Linked DNA regions of Bombyx mori: region 2 is linked to region 1. The links are chromatin contacts, called in public Hi-C maps. All regions are on one chromosome and are shown on one strand. The core of a region is the stretch at or near the end of the contact, and the rest is flanking DNA. Distances in the headings are between cores, read along the strand shown.

The links. A called contact is a pair of places that touch in the nucleus more often than the background predicts.
Region 2: a contact with region 1 is called in a Hi-C map of posterior silk gland, with 1.7 times the contacts expected there. The contact joins the enhancer-like site here to the promoter of LOC100329146 in region 1. A contact is called at or near these places in 2 of 7 Hi-C or Micro-C datasets (middle silk gland and posterior silk gland).

The regions. Positions count from the first base shown.
Region 1 is chr23:19,534,642-19,540,068 of ASM3026992v2, forward strand. LOC100329146 (isocitrate dehydrogenase) reads left to right here and starts at 2,736. Exons shown (of 7, transcript NM_001171915.1): 1 at 2,736-2,974; 2 at 4,018-4,132; 3 at 5,177-5,328. The coding sequence starts at 2,736. It also overlaps a transcript of PHO not described here.
Region 2 is chr23:19,605,667-19,611,093 of ASM3026992v2, forward strand. LOC101743514 (protein diaphanous) reads right to left here. Exons shown (of 28, transcript XM_062675388.1): 18 at 3,813-3,913; 19 at 3,280-3,457; 20 at 2,692-2,868; 21 at 1,647-1,799; 22 at 961-1,079; 23 at 283-418. Among protein-coding and RNA genes, the nearest start is that of LOC101743515, 33 kb to the left of the region's middle. Within about 2 kb of position 3,350, at least 5 of the 8 cell types and tissues checked have open chromatin away from gene starts, as enhancers often do.

The sequences.
Region 1 (5,427 bases), core at 1,486-3,985:
TTGAGAAAGAGCCATACTTTATGTTTTTTTAGAATACAAAGAGAATATTTTATTACGAAAATAAGTAATATTTAAAGAATCTATTTCAGACCTCTAATGCTCACTCATTTAGTTATATTAATATTAGTGTTCAATACATAATTTAATTTATATAGTAATAAGACCCAAAAGTGACCCTATAGTTTTTGCTTATGAAAACCATAATAACTTAATAAAAGTATTCATAAATAGTCCAAGAAATGTTTTAATAAATTAATTAAACAAAGTTTCTTCATAAGCCAAGACAACATTAATTCACTAATATCACTAAAGATACTAACACTAATTTTTTCTTTAATTTTTGTCACATCTTCTAGATACATATAATTTTTATTATTCTATAATGAATTATATATTTCAAAAATGATTTTCATATATTAAAACATTGTATTAAGCTAATTATTATAACTTTCTGTAGTTAACATTTTATTACAATTTACATAGATCTGGGACTGTTTCATGTAATGTCATTAATATAAAATAAGTTCTAATTCAATAAAGAAACAAAAAAACAACAAGTCATCATTATACATTATTTATAATCATTTTAATGTGTATCAATATTAAACAATGCATAAGTAGATAATATTCAGTTCTATTATCAACAAAAAAAAAAAAAAACAAAACAACATCCATTGAATTTATAAACAGATGTTCGCGAATTCAATTGTAATTAAAACAAGACGATAATTTTTTAATGGAATATACGTCATCGAGCCGAATCGTTTTCTCATTTGAGTTGTATCTCGGTAACAATAGCTTTATTTTAATTTGTAAATACATAATTAACAATTTTATTGCATTAAAGTACAGAGTGGAAAAATTCATTGTTGACAACCGTCCGTATTACCGGCCGGGTGAAACTTCCCGTTTTTTTTAGGTATTTATAAATTGACCACGCCACAATCGTAACGTAACTCACTTCCACCTTTTGACCTTCACTCACACGCCCTTAAATAGAACCCTGATTTGTTAATAACACGAAAATATTCTAAACACTTGTTACTCGTACGTCAAAAACTTAGATGTTTTCGAATGAAATAATTTACCTGTATTTATCTTGTAACAAAAGCTCCGTCAGACCCCAGGAGACAATTATGTATAGACGAGTTGGCACTAAATTTTTTAAAGCTGTTATTACCGCAATCGACACCACTGTTTTCACTGAAAAAAAGTTCGGTAATTTGATTGAAAAATATTTGAAATTTACGCGAAAATGTTTATAAAATATGTCTGACTAAACATGGCGTCCAAAGATGTCCGACCAAATTCAATATGGCGTAGGAAAATGGACGCCCGTACTTTCAGCCGCTCTCAGTCGAGAACTCTGTAAGCAATAAGGGATAAAATCGTACTTGTCAGCTGTCACTGTCAGAACATTCAGTGCTACCATTTATTGTCAAAAAAAACATTTTTAAATTCATAAGAACAAAATGTAAAATGAATAGGTAATAGTGCTGTTTTATGTATAAAAATTGTTAATTTTATTCTAGCTCATACTAAAATAGTAAAACAAAGGATTGTTGTTATTTGGGTTGGTTGTGATAAAATTCCGTTTTGCGGAAATTATCTTACGTTAACGACAAAAATTGTGTTAAATTTGCCTCTTTCTTGATTAAGTTGCAGTCCGTGACATAAATAATACACATAAATTAGTATCCATAACCAGACCATTTGAGATTTAATATATAAATATAACTTAGCTTAAAGAAAATAATTTTAAATTTTGAAATGAAATAGAAGTCGTAATTGCCAAAAGCTTAAGACACCCGAAGACCCGATTCGTATCCAGCGATTTCACTGTGCGGCATTCAATCCCCTCAGGCAGGTACAATTTTTTAAATGAAATACGTACTTAACCAAATGTTCTTTTTTTTAAATGCTTATATGCGTAGACGAGCTCACAGCCCATCTGGTTATTAAGTGGTTACTGGAGCCCATAGGCATCTACAACGTAAATGCGCCACCCACCTTGAGATATAACTTCTAAGGTCTCAGTACAGTTACAGCCGCTGCCTCACCTTTCAAACCGAAACGCATTACTGCTTGACCGCAGAAATAGGCAGGGTACTTACCCGTGTGGACTCACAAGACGTCCTACCACCAGTAATGTTGTATGTTCTCGTTCACGAATGATTTCGATGATGAAGAAAATAGCATCGTCTAATAATAAATCAAACCCACACAAATCAAATCATATATTTTGCGTAATTACTGGTGTTTGAGTAATTTGTGGGCTTGCGCCGACCTCAACTTGCCTATTTCTTACGTGAAGCAGGGTTTGAAGGGTCGGGTAGTCGTTGTATTGTAAAACTGAGATTTCGAATTCATCTTTCAAGATGGGTGGTTGACATTAACGTTGTTTAACGTCTATGGGCTCCTATGACCACCATTAGGCGGGCTATGAGCTCACCCCATTCATCTTGGCCATAAAGAATAACGTCACATAAATAATTAAAAAAAAAAAACAGTATAAAACAAGCTGCAAAATGTCGATATTGTCATGGCAACTCAATTTTTTCAGTTCTCCCTCAGTAGCGACATCTATTCAATTCGATCTTATGACCTGGAAGTTAAACGTTACAGCGCCACCTGATGGCGAAAAATTAGCGACACGGATTAACGAGTTTTCCACTTCCTGTGATTATTTAACCAGTTTTCAATCCCAAACAGCTGTTTTTAGTTCAAAATTCAGGATGGCTGTGCGTTTGTTAACTAAATTGAAGGTTTTGCCTGATGTGCGCGGGTCTGTGAATCTCAGCTCGAAAGCAGCGCCCGCTACATTATCGGATTTCGATGTCCAGCACAAGACTCCCGTTATCAGGAAACAGAAGCTGATTCCTAAGGCGCAATACGGCGGTCGTCACGCGGTGACCATGCTCCCTGGAGGCGGTATCGGTCCTGAGTGCATGGGATACGTTCGCGACATATTCAAGTAAGTTGACCTTTTTGATGCAGTGCCAAGTTTTGTGAACTCCCAGGATAAAATTCTTCGGAGTAAGGATACATTATGGGCCTCAAGGCCAGTGTTTCGTAAATATCTCCAGATTTTCTAGTAGTACAAAGCGAATAACAACGGATATATTTTTTGAAGGCTGCAATTTAGTTGTAGAACCCAAAAGTGTGATAATTTCAAGAGTATCAGGTTCTGAAGTTCTCTCCGTCAGTGCTGTAGAGACAAAAAACACTAGCTGATTGCTCTCTTACTCCTGAATGCACATGGATTTCAATCTGTAGATGTTAAATGAACTCCTTTTTTGTTCTATATGGGTTAAGGAGCTCACGGCCCATCTGATCTGAAGTATTGGCTGGAAAATGGTTATTATAATATAATTGAGATAAGTTGAAGTCTCAATTGTATGTTATAATATAACATCTATGTTTGTAATGTCGCAAACCAGACTTATTTTTGTGTGCAAGAGTGGGACTTTTGTTGGGTCGCGAAACTCATGTTGTAATGGCTACTGGCTCCGGTAACCAATTAGCACCGGTGGGTGGTGAGCTAGTTCACCAATCTATGTTATAATAAAGGAAAATGTAGCTTACGAACAGACAAAGCAATAGAAACAAGAATATAATTTACAATAAAATAATTTTATTTGTGAATTATAACAATAATGGGTTAATGTTCATCATTAGTAGCTCTTTTATACTAAAATTTATGTAAATATCATTCAGTCTTAGTCACAAAACACCTATACGAGCATAATCATAGAAATTCTACTGTGGTATACAAAATATATTTTAATATCTGTGATTTTATTAAGAAAGTAGAATAAAAAAATAACTACTCTAATAACAACACTAATTTAATTTGATAAATTTACACAAACTTCAGAATAATTCATAAAGAAAGTTAGTAATACCTACATGATATAATTTGGGTTGCCTAGTTTTGTGAAATGAAAAATTTAATACCCCTCAGAAAAGAGGAAATGATTTGAGTCTGAAATGAAAAATAATTCAAACATGTTTTAGATACATCGGTGCTCCTATTGACTTCGAAGTGGTGGACATTGACCCAACGATGGACAATGATGATGATGTCCAATATGCTATAACGACCATTAAGAGGAACGGTGTGGGGCTAAAGGTAAATAGTTTTATTTCATGAAACATATGTAGAGTAAAATCAAGATCATAATGCAGCAATCTGTATTACATAACTACCAAGCTACAGAATTGTGTGCATAGCATCCATTTATTGACGTAATAAGCAGCTCATAAACATTCCACATTAATTGACTCCAATCTATATTTATCATCTCCTATGTTTCTGTTTTCTTACATATATGGAAACAAGAGTAAATAGAGTCTAATTTTAATGCCACATATATTTAATAAAGATGACCTATCAGTTCAGCAGTCAGCAGCTCTCACTGCTATGCTAAGGGTCATTTGTTTGATCCCCATTTTGTACAATCATCGAAGTGACGATGTTGCTCGATTCTTATTCTCCTTAGTTGCATACTTCATTGCTGAAGGTCGTGTCCCTGAAAGCCCTTCGTGGCTCTTTGTACCATAGGCTTCCATTTCCCTCGGTTTTCGACTTCTCTCAGGGCGGTCGCAACAGAGACTATACTGTTGTGTTTATGTAAGTATGGGACAGTCTATGGTTCTCATTGAATCCTAGTTAGGAGAAGAATCACATTCAAGCTGAACGAGAAGAATCAACATAAAATTAGGCTTATTACTGTATTATTTAAAATTAACACTTCAGGTGTGAATGTAATCAAGGTTGGATGATGTAGGCTTTAATCAGGGTTATTGACCGCTATGTCAATTTACCGATCAATTCAGAATGAAATTCCATAAATTTATTTCATTTGAAATTCAATGAAGAAAATACTGTAGGAAATGAAATGAATTCTGAGTAAAATGGTGAGAATTTACTAAGAATACAATAAATATAATATCTTGCAGCAGGCTATCATAGAACACAATATATTTGACAGATACCGGAACCTCGCTAATGACATTTTCATGATACACTTGCGAATTTACAAGTTTCGTACAATAACATTCGACTATCAAAGCTACCGCATATTCGTGGTTAAACATAAAACTGGAAGATCTTACTTTTGTCAGTATACCTCCAGAGCCTTAAAAATTACCAAAAAATTTTTTTTTTTCTCAGGGCAACATTGAAACCAAAAGTGAGGCAGCCTATGTGACGTCACGCAATGTGGCTCTCAGAAACGAACTGGACATGTATGCTTACATACTGAACTGTAAATCTTACCCTGGCGTTGCGACCAGACATAAGGACATTGATGTTGTTATTATCAGGTAATGATGAAACTCGCTATTAATTTTAAATTGGTGCTCTCATCTGAGTATTACTTGCATATTATATATTTTAGAGATATTAATTGTGGAGCTTAAAAT
Region 2 (5,427 bases), core at 2,100-4,599, 72 kb after region 1:
TATTTACGATTTATAAGAGGATATTTTTATACGGTATGTAGAGATTTTTTTAAATATATATTCACGAAGTTTTTTTTTTTTTTTTTAAATACCACACGCTCGCGCGTTTCTAACTCTGGCACAGTGACATCGATGCGAGTACGGCGCCTTATCATTGAGGCCGAGACGCCAATCAATCGTGGTATTTTATTTAAGGGCTAACTGCATCTTATACCCTTGAACAGTCTCCGGTCACGCGAGGACCGAGGGCCGCAGCAAGAACGGTACATTCATAAAGGATACGCTCATTGTCTCATAGAAGAGGTCGTCGGGGCATTGCTGGACCCTCGAATTGTTGAGGTCCATCTCTAGGGCTTTTATGTCGTTCTCCATCTTCTTGAGGGACTTCTGAATGTTCTCCATCGAAACTCTTGCTGCCCTGTAAGAAATAAAAAAAGCAGGGTGTGAGGGTAGTGATTTGAAGTCGTCGTGGCTTCGTATTGAGCGATGCACCGGTGTTCGAATCCCGCAGGCGGGTACCGATTTTTCTAATGAAATACGTACTTAATAAATGTTCACGATTGACTTCTACGGCGAAGGAATAACATTGTGTAATAAAAATCAAACCCGCAAAATTATAATTTTCGTAATTACTGGTGGTAGGACCTCTTGTGAGTCCGCGCGGGTAGGTACCACCGCCTAGTCTATTTCTGCCGTGAAGCAGTAATGCGTTTCGGTTTGGAGGGCGGGGCAGCCGTTGTAACTATACTGAGACTTTAGAACTCATATCTCAAGGTGGGTGTCGGCATTTACGTTGTAGATGTCTATGGGCTCCGGTAACCACGTCAGATTTCTTTAGTTCGTACCGCAGCTCAGTCTGAGCCCCGTGAGCTCTCCTAAGCATTCGAAGAAGCCAGTATAGTTTTTTTTTATCGCTAGCGGAGGGTAGGCAAAAACTAAAGCAACAAAAGTCACACTCACCTATCAACGTGCGGCATCTCCTCGGAGAAATTCAAAACGTCCGGGAACTTGTTCTCGATGGTCTCCACCAGGTAGTGCAGCAGGGTCTGCTTGTTCTCCAAGTCCTTGGTCGCAGTCAGCTGAGGACAGCACACATATACATATATTGTCCAAAAAAAAGTTTCTGGTTTGTTTGTAACCGGTATTTTTTATTTAGTCTTCTAGTTCACTTTTTTTTTAATAATATACTCATAATAACAAAATGAAAAATTAAATATATCGGGGGGTGAAAGTCTTACAATATATATATTAAACGAATCTAAGCTCTGAGGCATCAGTGACTAAGGTCTAATTTCCGTCGTGGAAAAGTCTCGATATAGAATACTTAGATTCTCCCTAATGATGAATCTATCGACATTTATCGACAAAAAACCCACATACATAGTTTTTAGAGGTTTTCTTTGTGGTGGCTTAAGGATAATAATCTCACGCAGTCGACCTGGTGTCTCAATCCAACATTCACGTTGTCATGTCTTATTGACACCAGTCACCGCTTTATACGAGGTAGAACTGAATGAAAAGGTCATTATCACATAGACCTTATTCGAATAATGTTTTAATGCAAAACAAGCTTAAATTGTATTACGATAAGGTCGACATTCGATTGAATGGTTATATCGCGATCACAGTTCTATCGAGAGCTTTACCTTAGTGAGGAAGCTGATCTCGAACCCGTAAGCTCCCGCGTTGTTCGATCCGGTGTTCATGTAGTTTCCGACCAGTAAGACCAGCTCCAGAATCTTCGCGAACTTTCGACTAGACTTCACTTCCTCGCAGGCAGCCGTGCCCGACACTATGTCCTGTTCGAAATACAAAACTAATGAACAAAGGAGCAGTGGAAACGGATTGAAGAAGAAAAAATAGTTTAAAAAAACTAAAAAAATACGCTTTTATAAACAATCCAACTAAAAAATAGAAAATAAATTTTAATTAAAAATAGTGTAAGAAAAAATGATTTTATTGTAAAAAAAAGCGTGGGGTGCTTTTCAGGATATTATCAAAATAACCCTTCTACTCATATTTGTTCATAAAATATTTATAACTACTGATACCATGCACCCCACGATTTTTTTACAAATAAATCATATTTTCTTACACTTTTTTAATTCAAATTTATTAAAATTTATTTTCTATTTTTTAGTTGGATTTTCTACAAAAACGTATTTTGAGAGATATACGACAAAGGGAAGATCTTCCACCGAGCGGGTGATATTGCTCGGTAGACCGACGGTCCGACTGTTGTTGTTCGGAACTTGAATATATACGCTTTACCTTGAAAATGTCGTAAGCGAGATTCAGGCATCTGTCAAATATCTTGTGTTCTGTGATGGTTACCGCCACACGTATTTTGTTAGTTTTTTGAAACTATTATTATTTTTCATTTTTTAGTTGAATTTAAATTTTTTCAATATATTTTTTTAATATTGAATTGTCATCGGTCTTTAATAAGTATACCAAATTTCGAGTTAATCCGACGTTTTGAAGGGGATCAAAAACATGTTCAAAGATTCCGTTACATACATACGTCTGAAGCTAATAAAAGCGTATTAATGTCTGTGGGTTTCCGTCACGTCTCTTACTATTTTTTATTTATCAAAGCGCCATCTATTAGCAGTCTAGCGAAACTAACAAATAAAAATTTAAGACAGTGCCATCTAGCGTGGAACGTTTCAACTAAATCCACGAGCTCACCGGCTTGATCTCGGATATGATCTCGGCGTAGTGCTCCCTGAAGGCCAGACTCCTCAGCCTGGGCACGAGACGCTTGACATCGGCCACGGTGGCCGCAAACTGTTCCGCTTCGGTCAGCTCCTCGCTGTTGCCCTTCAGTTCAGCCAGCTTCTTCATCTGGTCCGCCGGCGGCAGGTACTGGAGGAGATGAGTCATTAATGGGCGAACTAAGATACGGTAAGGGCGTTTGTCTGTACGCTTAGATGGGTGGACGAGCTCACAGCCCACCTGGTGTTAAGTGGTTACTGGAGCCCATAGACATCCACAACGTAAATGCGCCAGCCACCTTGAGATATAAGTTCTAAGATCTCAGGATAGTTACAACGGCTGCCCCACCCTTCAAACCGAAACGCATTACTGCTTCACGGCAGAAATAGGCAAGGCGGTGGTACCTACCCGCGCGGAATCACAAAGGTCCTACCACCAGTAAAGGCTCGTCTGCCTACAAGGGCAATAAAAAGGCACTCAACCCCTTCCTCCACTTATATATTTGCTATTTAACTCCTCATCTTAGTCTGAAGGTTCCACTTCATCATCAGGCGGACCCACCTGTATGAGCAGATCCAGCACGTTCCCGGTGAGCACGGTGGTGTCGCAGCGCAGCACGCACGTGCGTATGTGCGAGTACGACATGTGCTTGAGCGAGCCGCCGAGCAGGATCGACAGGTTCTGGGCCGCCTTGCTGTCCAGAACCTTCAGGTCGCGTACTTTCTTCAGAGTGTGAGCCCTGTAATGGAATCTGCCCTTTGAGAGGTGAGAGGACCTTAAAGGTAGAAGGGCTTGCAGCTTGCAGCTAGCCATATCATGGTACTGTCTATCGCAACAGCCTACGGACCTCACCATGGACGGGTACCACCGCCTTGCCTATATCGCCCATTTTACTAATATTGTAAAGGCAGGAGTGGCGCAGGATAATCCAGGAAAAAGATATTAGAGGAGGCCACGATCCTTAGCATTGAGGATTATCAACGTAAGAAGGAGGAGGAGGAGAGCTTCAAAATGTTGTTACAAATCTGAATTAAGAAAAGAGTTCGTTGATAAAAAGCCAAAAAATAAAGATGAAGAACTAGACCCATACTTACTTATCCACGGCATCTTCGGTCTTCTTGGCCACCGGTTTGCTTGAGAACTTCTGCGATAGGCCGCTCAGGATGTCGGGGGATGCCAATCTGTCTTCCTGCACCTAAATATGTCGAAACAATATCGAGAGGTAAAGTTTATTTGGTTTAAACGACATTTTTGCAACTTTACTGAGTTGGATATTTCTACCTTTTTATTTTTAAAGGATTTCTGGTGCCCCAGAGGCCTTTTCAGTTTCATCAGGATAGGGCGAGCAAATGCTCTGCCAGGAGGGGTGGGATTTGCTAACAGCTGCCCGAGCGCGTCCGAAGGAGACTTAGCAACTCAACAGCAGCTGCTTCGCAAATGAATCTACTACCGGATGGGAATTGCGACCCGCTGAGAATATCCGGCGAGAAACTCGGCGGGCTGATGCACGGGTTAGGTTGCACGTCGACCTGCTTGTCGAGTTCGACGAGTAGGGTAACCGGGGTCCCTAAGCCTGCTTCTAGTGTTGGAGCTGAAGGGGTCTAATGCAAGGGTTATTGGATCTGATGGATCCGTAAAGACGACTTATTTTTACTTGTGGGTTAGTGACGTTTATAAAAATTGTCAAGGGCATTCTCCATGTTAATAGTAGGTTAAGTAGTGTAATTGTTTAATGTTTATTGTATTATTTATAACACTGTGTACAAACTCAGCACATTTGTCCGCGCGGGTAGGTACTACCACCCTGCCTATTTCTGCCGTGAAGCAGTAATGCGTTTCGGTTTGAAGGGCAGGGCAGCCGTTGCACTGTAAAACTGAGACATTGGAACTCATGTCACAAGTTAGGTAGCGACATAGAGACATAGAGCGAGAGAGAGCGAGAGAGAGCGAGAGAGAGAGAGAGCGAGAGAGAGAGAGAGAGAGAGAGAGAGAGAGAGAGAGAGAGAGAGAGAATATATACTTTATTGCACACCAAAATACAATTTTAAAGAAACTGACAACAAGCAGATATATTTGTACAATAGGCGGTCTTATCGCTTAGTACAGCGCGCGTCACGTAAAAAGAACGCTGGAAGAAAGTGGAGGGGGTGTGTTTGCGCATGGATACACTCGCGCACGAAAATACTAAGTACTTTTGTTTTATTTTTGAAGTAATCTTTCGCTCGCGGCTTCGTATATTGGTTATTGGTATGTACAGTTTAGTAGTTCTATACTCTTGTAGCTGTATGCAGTTACATGTTACAGGAGAGCGCAGAAAGATATCATAAGTTTGAAGTTAAAGTAGTTTATGAAAGTTAAAGTTTAGATAAAGTTATAAAGATGATAATTTCTCTTGATGTGAATTGTACGATAGTTAGTGATGCATATGTTAGATAGAATTTTATGAAATAGAATTAAAAACATGTTTAATTTCTGCGTATAATGTTTAATCTGAATACGAACAGACAGACAGACGGACGGACGGACGGACGGACGGACAACAAAGTGATCAAAGGGTTCCGTTTTTTCTCCTATTGAGGTACGGAACCCTAAAAATTAAATTAGACTCGGAACATTTTGTTGCCACTGCGGTCCGTTTCATGCATTATTTCAAATTATCAACTGCATTATTATCAGCCTCATTCTTCATAAAACAATATACGTCATAAA